Regions from separate parts of the Sus scrofa genome. Here region 2 is linked to region 1. Evidence: chromatin contacts called from public HiChIP or PLAC-seq data. All regions are on one chromosome and are shown on one strand. The core of a region is the stretch at or near the end of the contact, and the rest is flanking DNA. Distances in the headings are between cores, read along the strand shown. Region 1 overlaps MCPH1 (microcephalin). Region 2 overlaps AGPAT5 (1-acylglycerol-3-phosphate O-acyltransferase 5).

The links. HiChIP or PLAC-seq counts read pairs in DNA pulled down with a chosen protein or histone mark.
Region 2: an H3K27ac HiChIP or PLAC-seq map of alveolar macrophages shows a contact between it and region 1. The contact joins two enhancer-like sites. A contact is called at or near these places in 2 of 2 datasets of contacts at active chromatin or transcription factors (alveolar macrophages and skeletal muscle).

The regions. Positions count from the first base shown.
Region 1 is chr15:37,558,666-37,565,490 of Sscrofa11.1, forward strand. The region is part of intron 12 of MCPH1 (microcephalin); the gene reads left to right. It overlaps ANGPT2 (angiopoietin 2), which reads right to left. Exons shown (of 9, transcript NM_213808.1): 3 at 3,942-4,063; 4 at 1,392-1,624. Among named protein-coding and RNA genes, the nearest start is that of ANGPT2, 32 kb to the right of the region's middle. Within about 2 kb of position 4,701, at least 3 of the 83 cell types and tissues checked have an H3K27ac peak or open chromatin away from gene starts, as enhancers often do. A contact at or near this core is called in alveolar macrophages, where this site is marked.
Region 2 is chr15:37,829,710-37,836,630 of Sscrofa11.1, forward strand. AGPAT5 (1-acylglycerol-3-phosphate O-acyltransferase 5) reads left to right here. Exons shown (of 8, transcript NM_001143701.1): 5 at 3,561-3,651. Among named protein-coding and RNA genes, the nearest start is that of AGPAT5, 32 kb to the left of the region's middle. Within about 2 kb of position 4,597, at least 6 of the 83 cell types and tissues checked have an H3K27ac peak or open chromatin away from gene starts, as enhancers often do. A contact at or near this core is called in alveolar macrophages, where this site is marked.

The DNA.
Region 1 (6,825 bases), core at 3,451-5,950:
CTGTGTCTTTGAAATTCTTCCTTTTATGTCTGTAAAGTCTAGGACTATGAAATTCTTTCCAATTTTAATTCTACTCTCAGCATTTAGACTTCCCAATCCCCTTTTTTGCCACATTTTTAAAAAGTGTTTGTGTATGTGTATTCTTGCAGGTATTTATTTATACTTCATTCTAGAGACTGACCTAGCCTAGGTCTCTAGCCAGGTGGTACAGGCAGGCATCATAGCTGGGTGGCCCGTCCACACACCTGTTGGAGACGCCTGGGGCCCATGAAGGCTATGCTGGTCTTTTCCTTTGCTTTTTTTTTTTTTTTTTTTCTTCCCCTGCGGGAGTCTGAGCTTCATGGTTTTTCTCTATTTTGGCTCATCAAAGTTAACACCTCATGCTGTCTTAGTCCACTAGGCACCAGATGATTGTCTTTTCCTTTTCTATGGATGTGAAAAAAATATGATTTTTCTAAGTTATAAGAGGATGAAACTAGCTAGAAGGCACATACTGCAAACTAGCAACCTGGGGTAAAACCTGCCACTTAGCATCGAAGTTGCACCACAGTTTTTGTTTGCTTCCTTGTGTGTTTCTGTTATTCAAGTTGGGAGAATTACATGACTCAAGAAAAATGTGAGAGCATATTTCTTGTGGAAGAGAAAAGTGTCTCTCTGTGATTCATATGTAATCTGTATGCTTTTGGATCTGTGTCAAAAGCATACAGTTGAAAAGACACTATGAAATAAACCATGGTAAGAACTAGACCCATTGCTTAAGGAAAACACTTAAAAATACCACACAGGTTATATACCATGTCTCTAATTAAAGCCTGAAGATGCATTAATATCTTCCCTCTAATGTCTAAGAGAGGTTAAAAGGTAAAACAGAAACAGGGAAAGCAAGCTGTAGATGAGGATGTGGTAAGAGAAGAAAACTGGCATTTCTTGGATACCAGGTATATGTCAGTTATTGCAAGTCTTATTTTATCTTCACAACAACCCTGTGGTCCTACTACTGCTTTTCCTTCTTAAAAAATAAAAAATGTCTACTATATGTTAGCAACTTACCCAGCCCCCTACATCAAGTTAGTGATAGAACTAACACAGAGTAGGCTCTTTGAGCTCATGAGTCAAAAATATGTTTGGGGTGGTTTGCCTCATAATAATTAATTACTATAAATATATAGTCCCCTTTCTCTCTTCCTCTTTCTTTTTAGTCAGTTCCATATTGAGACCCTATGAAGCATTTATATGAAATGTGTAATAGATATAGTGCCCTTTTTTTTTTTAATGGGAACTCAGTAAATTTATTTTTTTATAGTGCCCTTTTTGAATAAGAGTTTTTTAGAATTTTGAAATTCCAACGGCAAATAAAGCCAAAAAAGGACTTATATATAAGCTTTACTTACAGTTTGATGTCGATATCATAGTCAATAAATTATGAACCGTCTCCATCAGATCGTGTTGCTGCTTTTGGAGAACTGAGTTATTCACCGTGGCAGTCACCAGTTGTTTTTCTAGTTCTTCAATGATGGAATTTTGCTTGGATACTAACACCTGGAGCTGATCTTTCTCTTCTTTTATTGACTGAAGTTGAACTATGTGCTTGTCTTCCATATCTAGAACTTTCTTTTCCAGGAAACTTGTAAAGGGAAGTAATTGTTTGTTACTGAAGGGTTTTCTGGTTATCATCAAAACCAAGTGCTTTGTAAATAACCTAATCAGTTTCATAATCCTTATACAAGCTATAACTATTTCTATTTATTGAATTTCTACTTCTCCAAGGCACTCTGTTAAGTGTTAAGGGAGTAATAAAATCCCAAAATGTTGTCACAGCCCTGAAGAAGCTGTCAGACTTGCTGAGGAGATCAGATAGATGACATGGGTGTGACATAGGAGAAAATACCCTGGTGAAAATGGAAGATTGGTAATTAGAAGTTACCCCATGCAATGCATTTGAAGACCGTGGTTTTGCTAAAGAGGAATGTGGACAGTAAATGGTGACCAGTAATGTGTTGGGAGCATCTGTGGGTCAATGGGGGAGCCTTAGGTTGAGAACCTCGCCTCCACCCATGACCCCTGTGTTGCCTGAGGCAGTCTCTCCTCTCTCTGGATCTTGGATCTTGGGTGTATATCATGTATATATATATTGATCTGAGTGAAAATCCACCTAGAGAAATAAATATATCTAAAATGAAGGCATTAGATTAGATAATGACCTCTAAGACCCCTTCTGATTCAAATAATCTGAGTCTATTATTCTTTCCGGGTGGGGGAGCAGTAACATCTTCTGAATCTTTAGCCCTGGAAACAACTTGCTCAGCTAAGGGACTAAACTACCCATTACTGGTCTTACCTATAAGCATTAACAATCAGTATTAATAATTATTATTAGAAATTTAGTTACAACTTTTAAATTTATCCCAGTCCCATGATCATTATGAACCAGTCTGTGACAGTAAGTACCAAGAAATAATCAGTCCCCACAGTGCGGACATTTGGTTTCAGCTTTCATCAGTTTTACCATATCCATTTTCAACTATTATTTCTTAATATTTTTCTTGATATTGCCTAACTTATTTTTTTAAACTTGTATATCCCTGCCATTGATTTAAAAACCGAGATAACCATAAGCAGAAAGTCACCTAAAAGCAAATGCATAAAGTTTTTGTATTCTGGCTAAAATCATCCCTAGTGCCATCGTCAGCATGCAGGCGATATATGCTTTGGGAACATTTCTGCAATGCTTGACCTAGACACTTACATAAAATGTAGGGACACTTTTAAATCACAAATCTATACTGCCTTCAAAGTGATGTTGCTGAACTTTGTTATCCAACCGGTCTTTTGCTTTGTTGTCTTTAATGTTCTATGAAGAGGCATAAAAGATAGATGTGATGATCAATTGCACAGTACAGAGGTTGAATGAGAGTTTGAATACTCTGGGATGGATGTTAAAAAAAAAAACAGTAGCTTCTTTCTCCCAAACCTCTACCAGTATAATCCAGAGGGCAATCACATCCTGATCTTTAGATTCAGGTTTAATTTTAAGATTAAATACAATCAAGTACTGAAGAGTTAAGCCCAGCATTGGGTCATCCCAGACCAGCACCGCATCACATTGTGTTTAAACTGTAAGTAGTCTCAGAGATCAGATTTTAGAGGAACGCTTTACAAGATGAGCATCTGGACCCGTTTCTGGCTTGTGCAATCAGTTTGGTGAACAGCAATAAGCTTGATTTTTTGTGAAAGGAAATTAAGTAAATGGGATAAAACCGATGAGGATAGAGTGTAAATTCATAACAGGAACTTTGCATGTTGCAGCAGATGCCGTGGCCAGTCATGAGTGGTAGTGGAGGGAGGGAGGGTGGAGGCAGCGTGGGGAATGCCTGCATTGCCTGTCAGTTTGCTCATTAGCGTCTTGTTTGATTTTCTGATTCAGGATGATCAATTTTATCATCACTGTAAAAGTTGGACTTAGGTATGCCTGAACTTTATATTAATGTAATTCATTCTCCCTTGAGAAGTGTGGGAAAATATCCTTGTTGGCAGAAATACCAAGCCTGAGTCATGTTTCTTTTATGAGTTTTTATTGCCTCTCTTCAGAAGGGGACAGTGTCAATGATAGCACTTTTTAATAACAGTAATCAATACAGGAATAATCACAATTTAACTGAACCTGCATAAGGAGCCTCTAAATTAATCACTTGTTTTTAAAAGACCAGAAAATAGTGATAAGATGAAAAAGGCATTCAAATTACTATGCCTTAGGAGATGCTGTCTCCGTGTTTTTGAAACCCTCTCTCTCCCTCTCCCTCACAAGGTTCCTGATTCTTATACTATACATTATGGAATTTGGCATTATGGGAGCCATACTTATAATTAAAAGTCACATGAAATACAATTTCATATCTAGAAAGTGTACAGTTCTGGATTATACTTTTTTCTATTTTTATTACCTGTTCTTATCTTGCAATTTGTTTATTTCACTGGTCTGATCCAAAATCTGTTTTTCCAATTTGTTTGTAGAAAGAGAATGTTCCAGAAGCTGAAGTTCAAGTCTTGTTGTCTGATTTAATACCTAAATGCAATGAAATAAAATTATTATTTATTACTTTTTTAACTAGATATAAAGTTATCTAAATTATAGGAAAACGTAAGTAAACATTGCTTATTTGCCCAAGTGTCTTATTTGGGCATATTTTTCATTTTTGGAAGTCTCATTGTGCTGGATTACATCAGAGTACATTAAACATTTTTTTCATCATGTATTTTGGAAAGGATTTAATAGTTCTGGACAATGGTGTTTGTGTCAAATAATATAGTGTTCTTTTTCTTCTTCTGCCATGTTTTATCATTTCTTTTCACACAGTGAGATAAATGGGAGTATAAATGGTCCTATTTCATATATCAGAATCTGTTGATAAATGAAGAGCCTTTTCCTCTGCTGTTCTCACATCCTTTTGTCAGTAGACAAAGTGTGTTTAGAAGTCACACACTTCCATTCTATAAGAATGTAGCTCATTTTTCGCCTAGCATTTTCTAATTGGCATTCACTTGTTTAGTCTTTTTTTTTTTTTTTTTTCCACTTCTCGTTTTCCTATTTAAAAATCATGTAAACTCATCAGGAAACCATAGCATCCATATCAAGTGGGAGCTAGGTTCTGCTTTCTGGGCCTTTCTGACATGTACCATGTGCCATATCAACATTTCATTGTCTTCAAAAACTTAAAGAATGAATGCTTTAGGCTGCGTTTTAGCAGGAAGAGTCCATTACTCACATCCTCTGTGTCACGGTGACTCGGGATGTGATGTCACTTGTGTCAGGGAGGATTGTTGCTCAGGAGTAAGGGTCCTTGAAAGAGCCATTGTTTGCTCGGGGTCTGTGTCATTCATGAAAGCCTCAGCCTGGCCCCACTGGGAGGGTTTAGGGACAGTCCTTCCTCAAAGCTGGGTGCCTTCCTACCACGAACACGCCTGTGAATGAATAAAGGCATCACCAGCCTAAGGGTGGGGCTTACTATGAACACCTGGAATAGAGATTTGGCTTCTACCTCTTCTTGGGTCCCAAACATTCTGTGTTGGTTATTGATAAAAGGAGCCAGAAACTTGGTCCTTTTTTAGCTCCTAAGGGATGTAAAATGAGTACAACAGGGAGAGGGGAGAGAATGGCTTGTGAGTCCTGACTAACCCAGGACCTACTGCAGTGCTTTTCCATCCCTTTTCTGAGGAGCTCCAGCTGCAGGTGACTCTTAATTATCCAGATCATGTGGTGTCTAAGCTCTCAGGCCTCCAGCTGCCCTTTCTAGTCAGGTTCAATAGTGTGTCACCCTGACAGGCTAGAAAAATCTTCTAATCAGAAATGTTCATGTTTGGATTTGAACTGTTTCTTCACAGTAACTGCTCAGCAGGTGCCTTGAGTAAGTTGGTACTAATTCAGTCCCTTGATGTCCTTGCTTAGGCTCAGCCATCTTGATGTGTTTAGTTGGACATTATGGGCTATTTTCTTTCCAGCCATCTTCCTATTTTCCTGTTATCCTGGATCATGTGATATCTAGTTTTGCAATAGAGTTTTTAGTCATGTGACCCAACAAAAATCACATCAAATGCTAGTAACTCAGACTTATATAGGATGGGAAGGGTTTATATCATTGCTCTCTGTATCTTACTTTTTTTATCGTTCTTATCTGAAACATAAGAAATGTAATACTTTTGGACATTTTTTGTAACAACTTGTTATTCTCAATTTTACTATCAAAAGGTGCAAATGTGACCTAAACATCAATAATTTTATTTTAATAATTGACAATGGATATATTGATAGATTTACTTTTAGAGTTTTGTCGTCTTTTCCTTTTTTGATTTTATTACCTCTTGGGATTACAATTTTCAGTACCTTGTTTTCCATTGTGTAAGATAGTAATATTTTTCCTAAACTGTTCCAATGTTGTGCAAGATGTAGTAAGCATATAACCTCTTATTCTATGCTCAAATAAAAACCTTTTATTCTACCACTCCATGCTGTTTTCTCTGTCTTATCCAACAGTTCTCCATGACAATGAAAAACTGCCTGGGGGCTCATTACAGGTGGCAGGCTAATGCTTTCTCTTAGCTCATCAGCCTCCTGGCTGATGTTTGGCGTTTCTTGGTCCTTTTCCTTAAGTAGCACTTAAGAATAATATGTCATGCAAATCATTCACAATTAAATCTACTTTTTTGTGGAGCATTATTTATAACTCAGAGTAGGAAGATACTAACTTCATAAGCCTATAAAGAAACCAGGTTTAGGAACCAGAAAGCCAGCCCCCCAGTGACGAGGCTTGAACTCGTCATTGCCATGATTCCTCCAACAGGGGGATTTTTACCATCTGCACTCTTCTTGTTCAGCCACATGTGTGTCATGCAGGGTGTCTCTGGATGAACTTTGTTTTAATGTTTCACTGTTATTCTTCTAACATCTTCATATTTCATATTCTTCTTTGCTACTGCTATTAATTGGTAGCTCACAGAATCTTAAAGGTAAAAGGGAGGTTAAAAAAAGGTAAAATGGTAGCCCTCCCATTTCATAGTTACAGCCCCCGAGGCCCAGGAAAGGTAGTGCCTTATTAAGATTTGGGAAACTCCAGGCTCTGGGCTGATGGTCAAACACAGACTGTGCCGCCACTGCTGCTTCTTACTATTCTCTTTACTTCTTTCTCCATTAACTTACACCCCAGGTTGTTTTGGTGGTTCTGTGAGATTTAGGTTTCATCTTAGCTCCCAAGTTCAAGTTAAGAACAAAGTTTCCAGGACTCTGCCTCAGTGCTTTTCGTGTCTCAAATGCACAAAAAACTTAAGGGCTCA
Region 2 (6,921 bases), core at 3,347-5,846, 270 kb after region 1:
AGAAGTCTTTACCAAATTAAAAGGTTACTAAGATCTTCTCCTATGTTTTCTTCTGGAAGTTTTTTTTGTTTTTGTTTTGTCTTTTTGTCTTTTCCAGGTCCACATCTGTGGCATATGGAGGTTCCCAGGCTAGGACTCCAATCAGAGCTGCAGCTGCCGGCCTATGCTAGAGCCACAGCAATTTGGGATCTGAGCCACGTCTGTGACCTACACCACAGCTCACGGCAATGCCAGGTCCTTAACCCACTGAGCAAGGCCAGAGATCGAACCTGCAACCTCATGGTTCCTAGTGCCATGATGGGAATTCCTGGAAGTTTTATAGTTTTAGTTCTACATTTAGGTCTGTGATCCGTTTTGAATAGTGTAAGGCCAAGGCTCATATTTATTTTGTTTTGTTTTGCTTTCTTTAGGCCAGCACGTGTGGCATATGGAAGTTCTCTGGCCAGGGGTCGAATCACACTTGCAGCTGTCAACAATGCCAGATCCGAGCCTTGTCTTCGACCTACACCACGGATCACGACAATCCAGATCCTTAACCCAGTGAGCGAGGCCAGGGGTCGAACCCACATCCTCAAGGATACTAGTTGGATTCCTTTCTGCTGAGCCATACTGAGAATTTTGAGCTTTGTAGTAAGTTTTGAAATCAGGAATGACTTAAGTCTTGCAAGCTTGTTCTTTTGTTTTGTTTTGTTTCTGGCTGCACCTGTGGCATGTGGAAGTTCCCAGGCCAGGGATCAAACCTGTGCTATAGCAGCAACCTGGGCTGCTGCAGCAACAACACCAGATACTCAACCTATTGCACCTCAAGGGAAATTCCTACATTTTTTGACTACTCTGGAAAGATAACCAAACACAGTCTACTAACTTCTAAATTAGGCAAAGATAGTAGGTTCTAAAAATTATATACATGGATGGATAAAAAGCTTATGTATTTGCTTGGAGGCTGAAAATGCAAAATTGCAGAGCCACCATTACATCAACTTTTCAGATGGAACTTTGGACGAGATTGATCATATGTTTGTCTGCTAAAAAGATTCAGATTCGCACATGGTTCATTTCGTAGGGATTCTGCACTCATTGATCATTCAGGTAAAGGGAATCTTCTGTACTAGATGTCTAGGTGGATGGTATTACCTGGGATCTGGTAAGGATGGATAAAATGAACACACTCTTCTCCTATTAGCTTCTTCTGTCTTCTTATTTTCTGTATTCTGCTTATATTTGAAAAAATTTGATACGAATGTCTTATTTTTATCTTTTTTTCCATGAAAGTAACTATATTCTTCAAACAAGGGTGGCATTGTTTTATATTTCTGCAATTCAGTTCTCCTTAATATATGCCTTAATACAAGGCAGCTGGATTTTTATCTTCTGCATTCAAAGTTGGCTATGTTACTTATAATTTTTTGTAATTTTATGATGATTTTCTGGAAAATACTGGTGAGTCAGTTGTATAAATCTGCCAAATTTTGGCCCAGATCATTATACATTATCTAAAGTCATACTCATGCTAATATTCTCACTTATTTAAACAAAAACAACACCAAGGATAGTACTGATAGCCTCTTGCTAGTAGATAGATGTTTCCCCAGAATTCTATATTTTCACTTCCAAGTTTGAATTTTATCATTGACAACAACTGTTGTCAGTTGTTTTCCTTGAAAGTCTCACTTCCTTCATATTTGAAAAAATGTCTGCCAAATAGCCAAATGTGACAATCAAAATTTGACAATGTTTCAAGTAAAATTAGTGTTGCAAGAAAATAGGAGCTAAATCAGCTTGCAACTCAACTGTCTTGAGTGTTTTTTCCTGAGACAACCATTATACTTTAGCATGTAAAATACCACACACAAACTTTCCATTTCATCACGCATATGTGTATTATGTACTCAGGGCCCAGAGTTAATCAAATAATCTGTTTTCACAAGGCCATTCTTAAGTGAAACTCTCACCCCCTATACTGCAAATGGATGGCAGAAAATGACTGCTGGTTTGCTGCCATTGTCTTTCTTTCTGTCAAGTCCTGGCAGTTTTACCCACCTTTGCGTTTCACCATTAGTGAATTATTTTTATCTTTTGGTTGTCAGTTGAACATGTTGGTGTCACAGTTTCCTCATGGTGCAGTGGGCTAAGGATCCAGTGCTGTCACTGCAGTGGTTCGTGTTGCTGCTGTGGCACGGGTTTGATCCCTAGCCTGGGAACTTCCACATACCAAAAAAGAAAACAACAGCAACAGAAAGAAAACATGTTGGTGTCATTTTTTTTTTAAACTCAGTTCTGAAGTTAGGAGTTTTTCACTGTAGAGTAAGAATACCGTATGAATCTTTTGAAATAGGAACACTTGTTACCTTTTACATTGTGGAAATTTGTGAATTTATATATGGTTTTCCTCAAATGAGATACTTTTAGTATTGATATTAGGGACCCTGATGTCTAAACTTTAAACCTTTTAAAAGTCATTTGGCCTGGGAGTTCCTGTCGTGGCACGGCAGAAACAAATCCCAGTAGGAACCGTGAGGTGACAGGTTCGATCCCTGGCCTCGCTGAGTGGGTTAATGATCTGGTGTTGCCATGAGCTGTGGTATACGTTGCATACTCAGCTCGGTTCTGGCATAGGCCAGCAGCTGTAGCTCCAATCAATTAGACACCTAGCCTGGGAACCTCCATATGCTGTGGGTGTGGCCCTAAAAAGCCAAAAAAAAAAAAAGGTAATTTTGCAGAACCTTAGGGGGGAAAAAACTCTTTCATTAATGAATTGAGGCTTTGCATCAGTCAGTTTTTTTTAAGCTACTTTTATTTTTATGATTTTTATTTTTTCCATTACAGTTGATTTACAGTGTTCTGTCAATTTCTACTATAGAGCAAAGTGACCCAGTCATATGTACATATTTATTATTTTTCTCACATTATCCTCCATTATGTTCCATTACAAGCGACTAGATATGGTTCTCTCTGCTGGCCACCTTTTAAAATTAGTGAATGTGGAGTTCCCGTCATGGCGCAGTGGTTAACGAATCCGACTAGGAACCATGAGGTTGCGGGTTCGGTCCCTGCCCTTTCTCAGTGGGTTAACGATCCGGCGTTGCCGTGAGCTGTGGTGCAGGTTGCAGACGCGGCTCGGGTCTGGGGGTCTGGCGTTGCTGTGGCTCTGGCGTAGGCCAGTGGCTACAGCTCCGATTTGACCCCTAGCCTGGGAACCTCCATATGCCGTGAGAGCGACCCAAAGAAATAGCAAAAAAAAAAAGACAAAATAAATAAATAAATAAATAAAATAAAATTAGTGAATGTTAGCATGTAATTAGAAATATTGTTAGATTCTTAATGCCTCACCTACCAGTGAAGGTAGGACTCCTTTTTAAATATAGTCTGTGTTATGTTCAGACTTAATTGAATTTGTGCATCTTGGTTGTTTTGCTTGAAATGGAGGTCATAGATAATTGAATATACATTTTTTTCCCACCATAGAAAATACTCTCAGCATTAATAGGATTAGCGCTGGTAAGTTAATAGCAACAGCAGAAACACACAAAACAAACCAAATTTTCTTTATGGCTTCACAGATGTATCTTGTGATTTTTCCAGAGGGAACAAGGTATAATCCAGAACTAACAAAAGTCCTTTCAGCTAGTCAAGCATTTGCTGCTCAAAAAGGTAAGCAAAAAATGAACTATATTTGAAAAAATAATTTTTAAAATAACCTTATAAATTTTTGTTCCTAGAGAAGATTTTTATGTCTTACAAGAGTTGAATGCATGTTTTTATTCCTTGAATTAATGTATTATCTCTCAGGAAATGAAGTTTCTTCTCATTAATTCATATGTATGTTATTTCAGATATCTGAGGTGTTAAATTCAAGTGCTTGCTACAATCCATGTTCTAGTACCATGGATTTAGGTAAAATCTATCTAGGTGTGTGATTATGTATGTGGAACCTTTTTCTGCATGTAAGTTCTGTGTGATGGGCAGAGTTTCTGTTCTGTAGGTTGACAGACCAAGATTGGAATCCAAATTCTGACCTTTTTTTCAGCCATAAGGTTACTGAGCATCAGTCTTCTCATCTCTTAAAAAAAACATAGTCACTCCCCCCCCCCAAATCTATGGATTCTGCCTCCATGGATTTAGTCAACCACTGACGGAAAGTTTTTTTTTTTTTTTTAATTTTGAGATGTGTCAAAAAGCAAAACTTGAAGTTACTGTGCTGGCAACTATTTTCATAGCGTTTACATTGTATTTACAACCATTTACAAAGCACTTGCATTGTGCTAGTATTTTTTGAGGCTTTAAAATAAAACTTTTGCAAACAAACAACAGCAAGCATTTATTGTCTCACTGTCTGTGTGGGTCTGATGTGGTTTAGCTGGCAGCTCCTCGCTCAGGGTCGGCCACAGGCTGCAGTCAAGGTGTCTGCTATAGTCAGATCCTGGTCCCCCCAGGAAAATCCACTTCCCTTCACTCACACAGCTGTCGACTGGCCTGGGGTCCTCGCTGGCTGTTGGCCGCAGGGTCAGTTTCTTGGCACTTGAGCCTCACAGCATGATGACTTGGTTCCCTGGAGCTATGACCAGAAAGGGGCCGAGGAGAGAAAAAGGGGAAGGTCATGACAACGAGGAAAAAGGGGAAGGTCATGACAGTGAGAGCGTAGCATAGTGGTGAGCAGGGCAGAAGTCAGTCTTCTCATAGCTTTGCCACATTCTGTTTGTTAGAAACAATTCACTGGGTCAAGCCCACAATCAAGGGCACAAGGGTGTGAACACTAGCAGGTGCAATTATTAAGGGCCATTTTGGAGGCTACCTACCTCAATGATATTTACACAAGCTGTTCCATCAAGCTAGAATATGCTAAGAATGAGCAAAGTTCCCTTTAGGTGATACCATTCCCGGATGCAGGTTCAGCAAGGAGGAAGCACTTTGGGTGGGCTGTAAAGTTTCACTGGAAGAGGTGTTGGTTGTGGGGGTGGGGGTGGGGGCTGCCTTCCAGTGGGAAAAGATGGCAGAGCATGGACATGGGGAAGGAACCTGTATCAAGGTATTGACTAGTGAGAGCCTCTCTCTTCTCTCAAAAGAACAGTCACTATAAGGGGGAGGCAGACACTAAGGGTGTCCCTGGTTACCAGCAGGGCCTGAGCAAGACTCACCAAGAGCGGCCATTTGAGATACACCTTCTGCTTCACAGCAGTGATCAGATTTCCAAAAATTGTAGAACACTGTTTTTCAACAACTTTGCTTCTTACAGCCCGTTTATAATGTGTGATGGACTAATTCATTAATTTAAATATATTAAGCAAGACAAAATTAGCCATGGACATTCTGGCCAAATCACTAGTTATTTGTTGTTTTTAGTAAGTTTGCATGATGGAATGAGTATAACCCCAGAGTATTGTTTCTGTGAAGAGTCATAGAAATATTGTGTTCTAGCTTTGAAGGACTTCTGATTTCTTTTGTAAAATTTACGTGTGTATGTGTGTGTGTATGTTCCTATTTAAGTATTGGCATACTTCTTTCCATTGGGTCAAACAAATGTTAATCTGCAAATAGGTTTATTTACTATGTTATATTTATTCAATAATTTCATTCCAGGTTTTAGGGTCTGTGTTAGTCACCTCAGGCTGCCAGAACAAGATACCACAGACTGTGGGGCTTAGGCAGCAGACATTTATCCTCTCACAGCTGGGGAGGCTGGAGGTCCAAGGTCAAGGTGCTGTCAGGGCTGGTTTCTCTGGAGGCCTCCTTCTCTCTGTGTCTTCATGTGGCCTTTCCTCTGTGTGCTCACAGAGAGAGGTCTTGGGTGCCTCTTCCTCTTTTTATGAGAATATCAATCCTATTGGCTTAGACCCCACACTTATGACCTCATTTAACTTGAATTACCTCCCTAAAGGCCCTCTGAGGTTAGGGCTTCAAATAAATTAGTGGGGACTGGCACTTCAGTCCCTTACAGGGCCTTAAATTATTTCTATGTGTAATTACACTTAATACCAATATTTCTTAATTTCTTTTTAAAAACAATTTAGGATGATTATTTACCTTATATGAATATTAACATTATATAAATATTTACTTATATAAATTTAGTAGCATATTTATAGCTACTAAAATATACATATTTTTAAAAATCCACACTAATTCTGTGATACTAAACAAGTACTTTTTAAGTAATTCTTAAAATAGTGTAATAATGATATATTCTAGCTTTTTAAATCTGATAATACCCTAGTTACCCGTAATTGACCATTATTAGTCTGTCATTTTTCTGTGAGTTGTAATTCTTTCTCAAAGTTACCAAAAGTGGGGAAAAATGCATAATTTGTCTTAATGGATATAATTTTTAACTGCTAACTGTTCTTTCTTTAAATTCTATAACTGGGAAAACTTGCTATCTATTAGAACTGTATTTTCTTGTGACTATAAAGGTAATTATTTCCCACCAGACACAAAGGAAATTGATTTGTGAACAGTATAGCTAGAAAAAGAGTTTCCTGTTTTCTTTCCTCTTAGGTCACAACTAAATGAGATTACTTGAAAATAAAAACAAATGAACTCATTTTTCCATCTGTTAAGCTAATTTTTCTTCAAGAAAATTGAAACCTAATAGCACTTATTAGTCTGAGATATGTTTTGCCTCAAAACATTATTAATTTTGTTCCTAAAGTACACCTTCATTTGAATCTGACCTAATAAACAAATAGAAAAACAAACCAATACCAAGCTTTTAAATTTAGATTTTAAAAATTTGATCTTGTTTACATGTTCAAGTCATTATGATGCTATATATCACTGATAGTGGCATGGCCTGGTTTAAGAGGTAGGAGTGGGTATGGGTGTGTCTGTTTGTCCTAATCTTAAATGTTTCAAGGCCCTGGTTGTCATTATGTCATAGAAGTGTTTGACTTCAAAAAATATTAGCCACAAAATATGTACATTCAT